Regions from separate parts of the Mus musculus genome. Here regions 2 and 3 are each linked to region 1. A link is a contact called in public promoter capture Hi-C data. All regions are on one chromosome and are shown on one strand. The core of a region is the stretch at or near the end of the contact, and the rest is flanking DNA. Distances in the headings are between cores, read along the strand shown. Region 1 holds the start of Sppl2a (signal peptide peptidase like 2A). Region 2 holds the start of Slc20a1 (solute carrier family 20, member 1). Region 3 holds the start of Zc3h8 (zinc finger CCCH type containing 8).

Evidence for each region. Promoter capture Hi-C pulls out the DNA fragments that hold promoters and counts their contacts. Capture Hi-C pulls out chosen DNA fragments and counts their contacts.
Region 2: a contact with region 1 is called in a promoter capture Hi-C map of pre-B cells, with 2.6 times the contacts expected there. The contact joins the promoter of Slc20a1 here to the promoter of Sppl2a in region 1.
Region 3: a promoter capture Hi-C map of liver shows a contact between it and region 1, with 2.6 times the contacts expected there. The contact joins the promoter of Zc3h8 here to the promoter of Sppl2a in region 1. A contact is called at or near these places in 2 of 39 promoter capture datasets (hippocampal neurons and pre-B cells) and 2 of 9 other capture datasets (adipose tissue and liver).

Annotation. Positions count from the first base shown.
Region 1 is chr2:126,930,667-126,935,655 of GRCm38.p6, reverse strand. Sppl2a (signal peptide peptidase like 2A) reads left to right here and starts at 2,421. Exons shown (of 15, transcript NM_023220.2): 1 at 2,421-2,709. The coding sequence starts at 2,644.
Region 2 is chr2:129,195,995-129,200,983 of GRCm38.p6, reverse strand. Slc20a1 (solute carrier family 20, member 1) reads right to left here and starts at 2,211. Exons shown (of 11, transcript NM_015747.2): 1 at 1,992-2,211; 2 at 920-1,535; 3 at 661-801; 4 at 399-484. The coding sequence starts at 1,265.
Region 3 is chr2:128,941,053-128,946,041 of GRCm38.p6, reverse strand. Zc3h8 (zinc finger CCCH type containing 8) reads left to right here and starts at 2,022. Exons shown (of 9, transcript NM_020594.2): 1 at 2,022-2,194. The coding sequence starts at 2,118.

The DNA.
Region 1 (4,989 bases), core at 1,172-3,671:
AACCCACAGCAGGTTGCTTATAGTTTGGGATCATCACAGGGCCACTTAGACCTTCGTGGACCTGTCTTCACAAACATTTGCTTTCATTTCTCTTAGGTCCATCACTAAAAAAGGAATGGTTGTGTTGTACAGTAGGGTATGATTAACTAGACAAGAAAAGCCCGTGTGTGAAACTGGTTGCGCTACTTTACATCGCCACCAGAATTCTGGCTCCTCCACATTGTAACCGATGTTTGGCAACATAATTTTCATTCCATCCATTCTTGTAGGTCCATGGAATTTGTGCACTCCTTTTCCAGTTTTTGGTCTTTTTGTTGAATAATAAGAGTTCTTTATATATCTGTATATATATATATATATATGAACATATAAATACATATATGTTTATATATGTGTGTGTGTGTGTTTGTTTATATATAGATGCTTTATGATTGTCTTCTCCCAGTCTACAGTGGTCTTTATTCCTTTAAGAATATCTTCCAGGGGATGGAGAGATGGCTCAGTGGTTAAGAGCACTGGCTGCTCTTCAGGAGATGGACCTGGGGTCAATACCCAGCATCCACATGGCTGCTTATAATCAATAATTACCTAGAACTCCAGTTCTGGGATCTGGTGTCCTCTTTTGATCTCTGTAGACACCTGCACACACATAGTAGACATAAGCTCATGTAGGTGTCTATGAAAGTACACACACAAATAAATATTTAAAAAACATATCTTCCAAAGAACAGAGGTTTTTATTTTGGTGAAGTGAATTTGATTTTATTGTTGTATAGTTTTTCCTTTTTTCGTGTCCTATTTTAGGAATTCTCATCCAACAAGAAGCTCTTAAGAGTATAAATGTTCCCCTGAGACAACTTAGAAGGTCAGGAGTAAGATTTATTTGAGCTAAACTGAGGTAGCAGTATGAGGTCTCTGGAATGCTCATTCTCTGATTCTCGGATTCAATAGGTTTGGATGGTGATGCTGAAACTGCAGTCAGGAGCCGTGGTCCAGGCCAGCACTCTGAAACACTAAATAATGAAAGGTTTTTAAGCTTGGCTGTATATTAAATCTGGAAATGTTTTTAAAATCCAGATATATTGCTCTCATCAGATGAGCAAGTATCTAGGATCCCAGTGGAAAGGGGAGATTAGCTTAAACATCAGTGTCCTAGAAGGATTCTAAAAGTGGCTGAGAGTAAATGCAACAATGCTTGACAGGCAGTTTCTGTCTAGGGGGTTCTTACAGCTGGTAGGGTTACAAATAGATTGAAACTGGACCAGAGGGGGAAGCCAGGGGACAGACAACTACAGAAAAAACCCACGCAGAACTGTGGGAGAGCTTCCTTCAGGAATTCCCCCAGGAAGATGCCAATGAGGAAGTCTCAAGTTCCAAGCTGTGCAACTATTTCACCCTCTGCCTCTTCTCACTCTCCCCCTCTCCTAACTTCAGCCAAGGTCCAGTTCTGTAGTTCTGTAGTTCTGTAGTTGCCTCCCTTGGCTTTCAGACTAATGCTTCCTTCCTCTTTGCCTAGCTGAAATTAACTTGCACAGAAGGTAATAGTCAGTTATACTCAGCTAGGGCTGGTGTTTTTTTTTTTTTTTTTTTTTTTTTTTTCTCTTCCTGGTGCCCTATTTTTACCTCCCTTGGATCCTTGTGGAGTTCCTTGTGAAAGGTTGCTTTGTAACAGTGTTTGCTCACACATCTGTAGTCCTTGCTGTGTCCCTCCTTTAGGATAACAGGAACACTGTCCTATTCAGTGTTTGGTATTAAATAGTCATCCAACAAATATTTGACAACCTAGTATACACTGGATATTCTGTGTGTAAGGACACAGCAGTCAACAGAGCAAAGAGGGATCCTTCCATTAACTGGATAGCAGCATGGGAGATACATAGATGAGTATAAGAAAATGGGGGGAGGGACCCCCAAAACCTCAGGCATGGTGACTTATGCCTATGATACAGGAAGATCTCTGAGTTCTAGGCCATCATCTTCAAAGTGAGTTCAGTACTAGTCGAGGATGTTTCCAAAGAAAGCAAGAACAACAACAGCAATAAATAAATAAATAAATAAATAACAAAAAGAAAAAAAAAGCTATGAAGGTTACAAATAAATCATAGCATGAAAGTGAATTAAGGGGTACTTAAGATGAAGTGTACTAGGAAACCCTCTTTAGGGAGGAAGTGTTAAGTAAGTGATAAGGGAACACCAAGAGTGTATTCCCCAGAGACTGCCCGCCTGGAGGGTCTGTGGATCTTAACGGGTGGGAAAGTAGAGAAACCAAGGACAGAGAAAACAGGGTGAGGTGACGTAAACTTAGCAGCAGAGGAAGAGTTTTGATTTGTGCTGCCAAGTGTGGAGAGGAGCCTCGTCTGGGTTCCGTATTTACGAAGATCGCCCCGAGGCTACGTGGCAGAGGCCAGAAAGGAAACTGAAACCCGAAGCTCCAGTGGCTTGGAATGGGCGGCGGCCGCAGTTAGGGGGAACCGAACGAGAACCCAGGATTTACGCAGCTAAAACGGCTCTGCCAGGAGCTGACAGTACCCACAGAGTCCCGGCCTAGCGTTTCGCGGGAGGGACCGGAAGAGGAAGTCGGGGCTGCACCCTAGAGGTCCGGGTGCCGCCAGCGCAGCCTGAGCCTAGCTGCCCGCCCGTGGGATGGGGCTGCTGCACTCGCTGCACGCTCCCGCGGCTGCCCTGCTCTGGAGCTGCCTGCTCGGACTGGTGAGAGCCGCACTCCCCTCCCCTCCCCTCCGCTTTTCCCTCCCCTTCCTCCCGCTTCCTCCCCCTCCCCCTCCATCCCTTCCTTTCCCTCTAACCTCCTCCGGATTTCCCTCATCCCTCCTCCTTCCCTACCTCCCCCTTCCTCTCCTTCTACCCTGGCTTCCCATTCTCCCACTGCCCGGGCCCGGTTAACTGCCTTCGTCCTTGAGTCCCAGCATTCCTCACCCGCCCCCAGCCCCCGAAATCCAGCGAAATGCCCAACCCCTGGGAGAAACCCGCGGGCGGGGGTAGGAGTGGGTGGGGAGCTTCCTCCTCCTTGGTCCTGGAGCCCTCTCTATAATTTTTCACTGTGCTGGCATCTTTTCTTCTTAATTCAAAGAATTCACTTCTGTGCTTCTCTGTGTAGCCCAATCTTACTGCTGCCTTTTGCCTAGAAAAAGGCGGATGGAGGGGCCGGTGTGAACAGGGTTCCAGGTGTTAGCGTTCTGGCCTGCTCTTTTGTTGACTGCGCTCACATACATTTCTCTCTATAGCCATATGAATATCTATATACTTTCCTTTCACTCCCAGATAGTGCCTTCTATGTAAGGTACATGTGATTATACTATGGGATTTGTATTATGCTTTTGTTTTCATATAGGTATACTTTAAAATACCTTTAAAGGGGAAATGAGAGGTTTGAATAGTTTGACGTCTAAAAGGGTCAAAGTCTGGTTGAGAAAAAAATAACAAATATGCGCTCACATACCCATATTTGCTGAAATAATGTTTTAAAATTCGGGATCAAAGTAATTTGAGCTCCAATGTGTGACCAAGAAGCTAACTCTCAGTGTTTTAGATTTTGTTTCTGTTCACTTTCTTTTCTGACATTTGATGTTGGGAAATTTGTATCGGTATTGTTTGCACACTGTTGTGTAAACTGTGTATGTAGTTATTACTTAAAAACCATCACTTCTCTGAAAGACTGCTTTGTCACTCTGGGCTTGAAAAGGTCATGGAGAAGGTTTAAGCCCCAAACAGTTTTTTTTTTTTTTTTTTTTTTAAGGTAGCCTTTGGCGTTCTAGGAACTTTGCTGGACAGCATTCGGAGAGAACCCATTCAAAAAGTATTTTGAGGAGAGAATGACAGCACAGTAGCTTTACTTTGTATCTTTAAAGCAGGAACTGAATAACCAGACAAGTGTCATTTAGGTCCAAAGAAAACTCACAGGATATGTAAATGTCTCGGCCCTCTAGCTTAGCTGTCAAGCTTAACTCATTTCAGGGAACTTAAGATGATTAATACGAAATAATGTTTACGTACTTATACCATAGCTCCACTAATTTTTCTCAAGGTAAATCAATATTTAGCACAGTAATACATCTACTCTTGATAAACCCACATTTTTTGGGCACTCAGGAAGCTGAGGTCTGTGGATCTCTTGAGTTTGGAGCCGGTTTGGTCTACAGAGAGTTCCAGGACAGCCTACAGAGAGAAATCTTGTCTCAAGAAAACAAACCAAACCAAACAGAACATACAAAGTGTTAAGTCCACACTGTGGTTGCTATTAAAGAGCTCAGAAGATACCTGGGTAATGATGGATGTCATGGATACAAGGGTAATGACGGCTACCTATGTAGCATGCTATTTTTGTTGTTGTCTTAATTCTTTCTTCAGACTTTTTTTTTCTCTGTAGCCCTGGCTGTCCTGGAACTCACTCTGTAGACCAGGCTGACTTCAAACACACAGAGATCCCCCTGCCTCTGCCTCCTCTAAGAGCCGAGCTTAAAGGCTTGTGCCACCACTGACCTATTTAGCAAGCTTGTTTTAGGTATGGTCCCTGAAGTACTTGGCCTCCCCCAAACAGGGTCTGAAACTGGCTGCCCTTGAGCTCCCCAAGAATAACAGTGAGTCTGACTGTCTGACTGTAGCGTGGGGATTGTAGGCATGAACCACCGTGCTCAAATGGCTTCATAAATGGTAGGCGAGTGCTCGACTGAGCTAAATCCCTAGCCAGCTGAGGAATAAGAGTCTTGTTGTTGTTTGTTTGTTTTGTTTTTAAGGTTTGGAAAGTTGGTAATAGGTTCCCTTGGTTGCGACTTTAAACATGTCCCTTTTCTGAACAAACTATAAGATTTCCAAATATTTTTGTAGTGGCTTTGCTTTTGATTCTTAGCATAAATCTTAACTACAAATATCTATTAATACCTGTGTGAGATAATCTGAACAATGTGCTACCCGGACATTGCCTCTTTCAGTCCTTTAAACTCAGCTTCCCACAGGGTCAGAGTTTGGACAAAA
Region 2 (4,989 bases), core at 962-3,461, 2.3 Mb before region 1:
CTAGAAACTTCTATGTACTTGACAATCAACATGGGAGAGGAATTTAAAAAGGATTCTGTGACCTGTTGAACTAAAAGGTTACAATTCCACTTGTCCTGAATGTAGTGACCTAGACAGACAGAGCCACCTTAAACAATGTTCTTAGTTTTCACTCCCAGTCTCTTTATTTCTTGGCAGACCATAGAACTACTCAAGTTTTTCCTTCCTGAATGCCCTCTGGGGCATTAAAAACTTGCTTCTTTCACAGAACTCCACAACATACAGGAGGTATACAGAACAAAGAACTTTTTAGCTTTTCAAAGCCACATACTTACATACCAGTCACATCTGAGAAGAATACCAGTGAGTTTGAACAAGACTGAATGTGACTCATGAAAGGTCGCAAGTAGAAAGGTTACCTTACGGAGGATGAACGCACGAACAAGGAAGAATAAAATTCCAGACATAATACCAGAAAGCAGCGGAGAGACGAACCACGACATCACTGGAATAGAATACAAAATGAAGTGTCAGGTCTGGAAAGTACGTTTTTGTTAACAAGACCCCGAAATGGTAGGTGCTCCATTTCTGATACTCTTCAACTTGCCCCTCCACTTCACTCCCACTCCACGACACACAGCAGCACACAACGAAAATAAAACCATTTAAAATTCAACATACCAATTTTTATCAGTTCAGACCACTTGACACCCTTCTGCCCATTTGCCACAAGGGAGAAACCAATGGTTGCACCGACAATACAATGGGTCCCAGAAATCGGAAGCTTCAAAAACGAAGCCACGAGCTGCCACACAGCAGAACCTGAAACAGAATTAATCAGATTTTGTCAGGTAGATGGCAAAACTGTTACATAAGCAGTGCGTCCTTGCGGAGAGAAGGTTCAAGACTGGAGCGAACATAAGGTATAACTACAACTTACCAAACATAGCACTGACGGAGCCAGCCATGAGCAGATCTTGAGTTTCGTTGTACAGCTCCACATCTATCAAGCCGTTCCGGATGGTTTCGCTCACTTTGGCCCCCAGCAAGGCGGAGCCCACAGTTTCGAAGATGCTAGCTAAGATGCAGGCTTGCTTCAGGGTCACTACACCTGAGCCTACAGCTGTACCGAACGAATTTGCTACATCATTGGCTCCCACGGAGAATGCCAAGACAAATGCAATGATGAAGCCCAGGATGAGCATCCATAGATTGTCATACTTCGGTGGAGCGGAAGCAGTAACAGCAGCTAGGGTACTAGTAATCGTTGCCACAGTAGATTCCATTCTCTAGTGTAGTGGTTCTTTAAATAATAAGAGAATTACTAAGCGGCTTTTGAGATGTGTAAACGGAATGAGGTATCAAAATGCTATAATAAATAGTATATATTATATAAAATTAAATACTGTAAACTACGGCACGGAAACCGAGCTGGGGAGTTACTGCTATACGCTGCTGCGTCTGGGCGTCTGTTGTCTGGGGTTTCTTTGGCTCTGGAGGGCTAAAAGCACGGAGCAGAATTCCATGGCGGATTAGAGAAAGGACGCAAGTTCATCCTGGGGGGACGAAGTGGAAGAAAATAACAATAGCGGCGCATCTCTGGGAAGAGGGCAGCCTGGGACTCCGCATAGTCCCCCCCCCCCCCGCCCGTCACTTATGTCTTCAGTCCCCCAAACGCTGTGCAAGGTGGGGCACAGGGCGATCTCTGTGCTCCCCCACCCCCCACCCCGTCCCGCCCCGCCCCGCCCCACGAGTTCTGTTCAGTCTCCGGCCGCTTGCCCGCGCGCGCCCTCCGTGGATGATCGGAAAAAAGACCATTCCCGCGCGCGCCTGCCGAGGACCGCCGAAAAGGCCCGCGGAAGGGCGCGGCGTGCGTGGGGAGGCGGGAGGAGGACAGCAGCGTAGCGGGGTCCTGCAGCCTGCATCCCACCCCCGCCAGCCAGCTCCCCACACCCGAGCCCACTCCAGAGAAGAAAGGACCTTTGCACCACCGGTGCCGCGCCGCCACTCACCAAAGGAAACTGAGGGCCGAACAGAGAGACCAGAAGAACGAGACTGAGGCAGGCTCGAGCCACGGTCGCACAACCCAGGACGGCAACACCGGGCACAGCACGGAGGGACTCTCTACCCACTCGTGAAGCAGCCGCGGGCGCCTCAGCAGGCGAGAGGTGAAAACACGCAACGCGCGCCGGCGGCCATCATATAGAGAGCATGCCGCCGGCTCCTATTTATAGCCGGTTCTGCGCCCCACGTGACCTGCCGAGCCTCGCGCCCGCCCGAGGTCCCGCCTCCGATGTGACGCAACCACAGGCTGGTCGGGCGCGCCTAGCCGGGTGAGCTGGGCAGCGGCGCTGATTGGCCTGGACGTCCCCGGGGCCCCGCCCCCAACGAGGAGCTGGTCCACGTGGGACTGGCTGGCCGCCTCCCTGCAGCCTCGCCCGGGTTATCCTGTCTGCGCTGGCCACGCCGGGTGGCTGCGGGCGGGGACTGTGGGGGAGTCTCGCCCAGACACGCGGGGACTGAGGCCGCCACCAAGGTCGTTCCGAGTTTCTCCCACGCGGGCCCGGGTCAGCTCGGTGGCGACGCGGAAGAGCGGGTGTGCTGAGACTTGCCCTTGGCCGGACCCGATCTGTACCTCGCCCGGAGAGGGTGGAGGGATCTCACGTGGCCACCTCGCTCCCGCAGTCACGCACTTGTGTGAAAACGGAAAGATTCGGGAGTCACGAGGATAGGCTTGCGTTCCCAGCTGTGGCACTGCGCTGAGGGAGAGCCATGGGTCATTAGTTTCCCGGCGCCGGACCTCCGTTTTAGGAGCCCCGGCTATGGCGCAGCGGGGAGGATGTTACTTTGGATTCGAATTCTTAACTCATATTTGCTGCAGTGTGTCACCTTGAACAAACCCTAGGTCTCCTCAAGCCGAGTGCTCTGGAACGAGAAATAATAGCAGAGTGAGAGAGACTGGAGGACGGGTTGGAATTGTGTGTAAAGCACAACAAAGATGCATTTCCTGTCAGCTCATCGGGGCTAGTGGCGACAGGCAGTACTAATTCAGGTATTCTGGTTACAAGTTCTTACCCAGTAAGGAGAATCATATTAGCTAAGATATAAGCATGTGACTGGAACTCAATAGATGTTCAGGAAATGAACCTTCATTTCCTCGTTACTTTTTTTTTTGAATGTGCCTGTTTTAGAATATAGGAAAAGGTTACAGAGGATGTCCTCATCCTGAAAGTTTTCCCATCCCCTTTTGAAATAAAGATTGCTTCCTGGTCCCCTACATGGTATAAGGTTGTAGTTCTGACAATGGATTAGTTCGTTTTATTGCCTAAGCTCAGAACTAACTAGTCACCACTCCTTGGGAGATTTAAGTTATGTGGGTTATAAAGAAACTTAAGAATTCCAGCCAGAAATACCCGGTTTAGAACGCTCTAAAACGCTCTCTGCTCTCCAAAGGTAGGGCAACGAATAGCAGAAACAAACATGTTGTAAATTATAACTTCACAGGAGTGTCCTGTGACCTATAATTTGGTAGACTCAGAATCTCGTATAGGTTATACAGGTCTATTGACCTCAAGGTCATGGCTGGAAAACAACCTTCATGTTCCAGGACACTGACCCCAGTGTGTAATTCTGGCATCTTCAAATGCAACACTCTTTGCCCTTACTTCTTTCCAAGGTCATAAAACATTGAATAAAAGGACTGGTTTGTTAAAAGGTTGTTAGTGTCCTGCCAATTAAAACAATTTTTGAAGTAATTATTTGTGAGGAAATTGCTCATGACTTTGCCCACTGTTTGGATGTGCTTTGCTTCAGTCTGTTGATGACCATGCTTTTGCCTCTTGAAATTGAGACAACCAAGGTGAGCAGCCATGGTGAATAAGGCCCATCCAGGTACAAGAGCAGAATCCAGAGCCAGGTTTGCCAGATGTGAAGGCATCACTGTGGTTCAGGGAGAGTATAGTATTTTGAGACTTGGCTTTATGCTACTTTAGTATCCATGTATTTTCAGGCAGAGACAGATTTCTCTGTCTCTAGAGAGTCCTTACTGTCTTGAAATCAAGGAGGGGGGATGTGATGGTTGGTCAGATGGTTTTAGATTGTCTTGTTTTTTGTTTGTCTTTTGTTTTTGTTTTTGTTTTTTGAGATAGGGTGTCACTGTGTAGCTGTCTGGTTGTCCGGGAACTTACTGTGTAAATCAGGCTAGCCTCGAAATCACAGAGATCCCCCTGCCTCTGCCTCCCAAGTGCTGGGATTAAATTCATGCACTTCTATACTTGGTTACCAGTTTTAATATTCAACTTGACCCACTCTAGAATCACCTAGGAAGAGAGTCTTGGTGAAGGCTTGTCTAGATAGGTCGGCCTGTGAGCAGGTCTGTAGTGGACTGTCTCAGTGTGGAACGCTGAAGTCTGAAAGTATGTGGCACCTTTTCCTGGTATCATAGTTAGGGTTTCTTTGCTATGGTGAAACACCATGACCAAAAAGGAAGCTGGGGAGGAAAGGCCTTATTTGGCTTATACTTCCATGTTGTTTTTCATCATTTAAGGAAGTCAGGAGAGGAACTCAAACAAGGACAGGAACCTGGAAGCAGGAGCTGATGCAGAGGTCATGGAGGTCTGCTGTTTACTGGCTTACTCAGCCAGTTGTCTTATAGAACCCAGACCACCAGCCCAGTGATGTCTCCACACACAATGGGCTGGGCCCTCCCCCATCAATCCCTAATTAAGAAAATTCTTTTTGGCCTACAGAGATGGCTCAGCGGTTAAGAGCACTGACTGCTCTTCCAGAGGTGCTGAGTTCAATTCCCAGCAAACACATAGTGGCTCACAACCATCTGTAATGGGACCCGATGCCCTCTTCTGGTGTGTCTGAAGACAGCGAAGTGTACTCCTGTACATAAAATAAATAAATAAATCTTTAAAAAATTTATTTTCTCAGTTGGGGTTCCCTCCTCTCAGATGATTCTGCACTGTGTCAAATTGACATAAAATTAGCCAGCATGCCTGGTTT
Region 3 (4,989 bases), core at 773-3,272, 2.0 Mb before region 1:
AGTGCCAAGACTCAACTGTTTTTTCATGACACCTTCATGCCTTCAAAACCAGTACTACCTTGGTGACTCTTACACATTACCAAGTACAGCTGCAGCATGAGGTACAACCTTGGCTATCTCTGGAACACAGCTTCTTTGTGCTCTCAGAAAACACTACCTGGAAGATTTCACCTCAGTGATGCTGGTCTCTTCTTAATCAGCACTAATTTTTTAGTTCCAGCTAACTAGCATCAATTGTCCCAGTAATCCCTTCTATTCTGGACTCTAAAGCCAGAGCCACATGGCTGAAACTGCAGAGTTATGCTGCTTGCAGGAGCTGAAACATGACCCTCTTGTTCTATGACATTATCACCAGCTTTCTGTTTTCCAACTCCTTCACTGCCTAAGCTTGGCTGTCCTGGATCTTGCTCTGTAGACTGATCTTGAACTCAGAGATCTGTATGGTTCTGTCTCCTTTAATGCTGGGATTGAAGATATGTATCACCATGCCTGGACTTAAAACTTTTCTTCACCTAGAACCTGCTCTGTTCAAGGCTGGACATAAAGTCAGAGATCTGCTTGTCTTTGCCTCCTGGAATTAAAGACCTGTACTTTGCTGTGTGGATCTTGGCCTAAGGTCAACACTTCCTTAATTCAATTTAACCTCCTTGAACATAAGATTCAGTTCCATTTCACTTCCTGGTGCCCCTTTAATGTCAACCACATATTTTGTATTTTTCCTTTCAAAGCCTGCTACACTTATTCAAAAAAAAAAAAAAACCTCTTCATGAGATTTAACCAGAGAACAAAGTCTATGTTGGGCTTTTTTGAGACTTCCTTTGTCAATGCAATTAATATATATATTTACCTTAGCCCCACATAGACTCTCAGACAAGGGCAAAAAGCAGCCACATTCTTCACCAAAATACCACAAAAACAGTCTCTATGCCACAAACTGAAAATTCTTCTCTGAAACCTCTTGGGCCTGGTCTGCACAGTTATTCTCAGCAAGTCTTCCATATTCCTACTAGGATGGTCCATTAAGCCCCATTTAAAACATTCCACCGCTTTCCAAATCCAAAGTCCTGAAATCAACATTCTTCCAAACAAAAGCATGGTCAGACCTATCCCTGGTACCAGCTTCCATTTTTTTTTTTCTTGGTTTTTCGAGACAGGGTTTCTCTGTATAGCTCTGGCTGTCCTGGAACTCACTTTGTAGACCAGGCTGGCCTGGAACTCAGAAATCCACCTGCCTCTGCCTCCCAAGTGCTGGGATTAAAGGCGTGCGCCACCACGCCCGGCTACCAGCTTCCATTTTATTTAGGGTTTTACTGCTGTGAACAGACATCATGACCAAGGCAACTCTTATAAGGACAACATTTCATTGGGGCCGGCTTACAGATTCAAAGGTTCAGTCCATTATCATGAAGGAATGAGCATGGCATCATCCAGGTAGGCATGGTGCAGCAGGAACTGAGAGTTTTGCATCTTCATCTGCAGGTCTCTAAGACTGCACCCCCCCACCCCCCCACCCCCAAATAGTCTTAATACTTAGTACTTTCTATTGAATTTGCCTGCTTTAAATATATTTATGTGTTTACTCAGAAGAGATCGTCTAGGTTCCTTTTTGTGCAATTAATTTTGCTTGGTCACCTGTCAATTTTAAAGGGGCTGGAAGAGATATATGGCTCAATAGTTAAAACATAAAGGTCTTGCGTTCTGTTCCCAACACTCATGTCAGGTGGGTTACAATAACTGGCCTCCGCGGGCATCTGCACTCATTCTCTCTGTCTCTCTCTCGTACATATAAAAATAGCACAGCTTTCTAAAGAAGAATCCTAAAGATTATTTTAATTTTTTAACGACATTGTAGTGCTGCACTAAGGAACGAATCGGACATAAGTACAGAGAGTTGCGCGTGCGCAGCTCAGGCACCGAAAGCCTCCCCACCAACGGTGAGAACTGCGCATGCGTGGTAGGGCTGGCCAGGTCGCGCGGAGTCGCGCCCAAGCAACATGAGCGCGAGCGCGTGCGCGTGCGCTGGGCGGAGCGTGTGGCCCTTGGCGCGACTGTAGCCTCCGCTTCGCTGGTTGTTCAGTACCTGCTCGGCGTGGAGAGGAACGGTCCCTGTCTGAGTTATGGATTTTGAAAATCTCTTTTCAAAGCCCCCCAATCCGGCCCTCGGCAAAAAACCGGCCGCCGACCCTGAGGAAAGGTGATCCCCACGTTCTGGTCCTTTGCAGGGCACCGCTTGGGCTCCGCCCCCTCGCTCCTGGAAACCGGCGAGCCCTGGCTGGCGCGTGGGCCGGGACCGGAGCGGGGAGGTCGGAAGGGGAAGTGGGGTGGAAGTCAGAGTAGGGACTGCGGGCGAGGGCAGTGGCCGGGCGGCGGGAGGAGGCCCCAGCCTCTGAATCTGCCCCCAGGGGCCGGCTGCTCCCCTTGCACGTGCGCTTAACGTGTTTGCTGTCAGTCACCTCCGAGGTGGCTTTGCCGGCACCTCGAGAGTTGAAGGATACATAGACTGCTCTGCCAGTGATCCTGAACCAGAACTCCCAGAATAAAGCAGCAAGCATCATTTCGGCTTAGTTTTTCTGTTAATTTGGAAAAGCGTGTTGTTAATCTCGTACTTAGTCAGAGTGCGGGATTTCTGTGCAGATACCCACTCACTTTTTAGGTTTTTTTGGTTTTTGGTTTTTTTTTTTGGTTTTTTTTTTTTGGTTTTAATTTTTCGAGACAGGGTTTCTCTGTGTAGTCCTGGCTGTCCTGGAACTCACTCAGAAACCCGACTGACCCTGCCTCCCAAGTATGGGATTAAAGACATGTGCCACCACTGCCCGGCCCACTTTTTAGTTTTTTGAGTTGATAATGCCCTCAAACTCCATCTCTCCTAAATCCTTGTCTTCTATGTTCTCTCTTTCCTCAGTGGAACCCTTGACACATCCTTCACGAGTTTTTTTCCACCCTCATTAAGATAACATTACAGTGTTGGGCTGGGCCTATTAATCTCAGCATTTGAAAGGCAGGCAGATCTTGGGAGACTGGGACCAGCCTGGTCTAAATAGCAGGTTCCAAGCCAACCTCAGCTACATAGGGGAAACACTGTTTCAAGGGGAAAGGATATATGTATATGTTCACTGCTCAGTCTCAAATACCTTAGTGGAAACTGTTAGCCTAATTGGGCTACCATAGCTTTGCTGTGTAATTAATGTGAAACTTTTTTTAAAAAAGATTTATTTGTTTTATGTATGTGAGTACACTATAGCTGTACAGATGGTTGAGAGCCTTCATGTGGTTGTTGGGAATTGAATTTTTTTTAAGGACCTCTGCTCGCTCTGGTCAACCCCTCTCAATCCAGTTGGCCCTGCTCCATCAGTCCCTGCTTGCTCCGGTCCAAAGATTTATTTATTATTATACATAAGTACACTGTAGCTGACTTTAGACGTACCAGAAGAGGGCGTCAGATCTCTTTACGGGTGGTTATGAGCCACTATGTGGTTGCTGGGATTTGAACTCAGGACCTTTGGAAGAGCAGTCAGCGCTCTTACCTGCTGAGCCATCTCGCCAACCCTAATGTGAAACTAAAAGTTTCACATCAACCTTAAGAAGAAAGTGATGGTCTCACATTACAGATGAGAAAATTGAGGCATAGAGGATTAAGGTGCTCAAGTTACTTCATTACATATGAGTTCATCACCCAGCTTCTAAAGCAGAATCATTCATGGAAATTAAGTCCTGTTGATACTGTGAAGAAATGGACACATTACTTGCAGGTGATAACATGTAAGAACAACAAGAGAAATGAATTATAATTTTTAACATGTATGAGAACTGAGTAAGGTTAAAAAAATAGTTAACACTTCAAACATGTATAAAACAATATACCCACTTACTAAAGTTTGGCTGAAATATGTAAGGGATACTTGGATTGGCCAAAAGATAGGTGAAAACGGGTCTGAAAGTAAGGTGTGTGTTTGTATGCCTGCTTTTCACTTTGCCTTTAGGTCTTTTTCAAGGTTTTAGATTTCTGTATTTTTCTCTTAGTTTGTCTTTTGATTTTGCCTGTAAACTTTTTTTCAGTGCACTAAAACATGTTTTGGTTTTTTTTTGTTGTTGTTGTTTAATTTATTTTATATGTATGAATGTTTTGTCTGCACCAGGTGTGTCCATTGTCCTTGGAGGCCAGAAGAGGAAAGTAATCTTACCTGTGGTTGTTAGTCACCAAATAGGTGATGGAAATCAAGCTAGGTCCTCTGGAAGAGCAGCCAGTGCCCTTAACTACTAAGCCATGTCTCCAGCTTGAAGCAGGGGTGACTTTGTTCCTGATAGGAATATTCATTTATTTAAAACAACCTCTACTGGCAGAAGACACGTCATTCAGGGCCATGGTGATAGAAAAGTAAATGAATAAAATACAGAGAAATGCAGGTGGTCATGAATTGTGTATTATTGAGGTGGACCACAGATACGAAGTTTAGATGATAATGAAAGCCATGGAGGAAATGAAAACGTGGGTGAGGAGTTAGGAGGTATTTGTGGAATAATAAGGATTGTGTGGTAAAGAAGATAGTTAAGGAAGAGTCTTACTGAAAGGTGGTTTTCATGGTGGGTATCCAGGTAAATCAGTTGAATGGGAAGTTGGCTGTTTGGTTGTTAAGGGCTTGGATTTGGAGACAAGGATATTGGAATTAGCTGTATAAGATGATATTAGAAGCTGGAGGATTGAAGGATATCACAGAGGATGAAAGCTTAGAAAAAGGAAAGGCGAGGACTGGCTCTGTTGAGAGTTGCAAAGTGAAGAGCCAGCCGAGGAGATTAAGAAGTAGCAACAGGGCATAGTGGTTGACTTTAATCTCAGTACTGAGGAGGCAGAGCTGGTACATCTCTGAGTTTGAGACCAATGTGGTCTGCATTTCAAGACCCTCTTTTTTTTTTTTTTTTTTTTTTTTGCCGCAATAGGAGAAATAAAAACCCAGGATGGCTCAATGTTGCTAGAGTTGGCTTGCTGGCTTA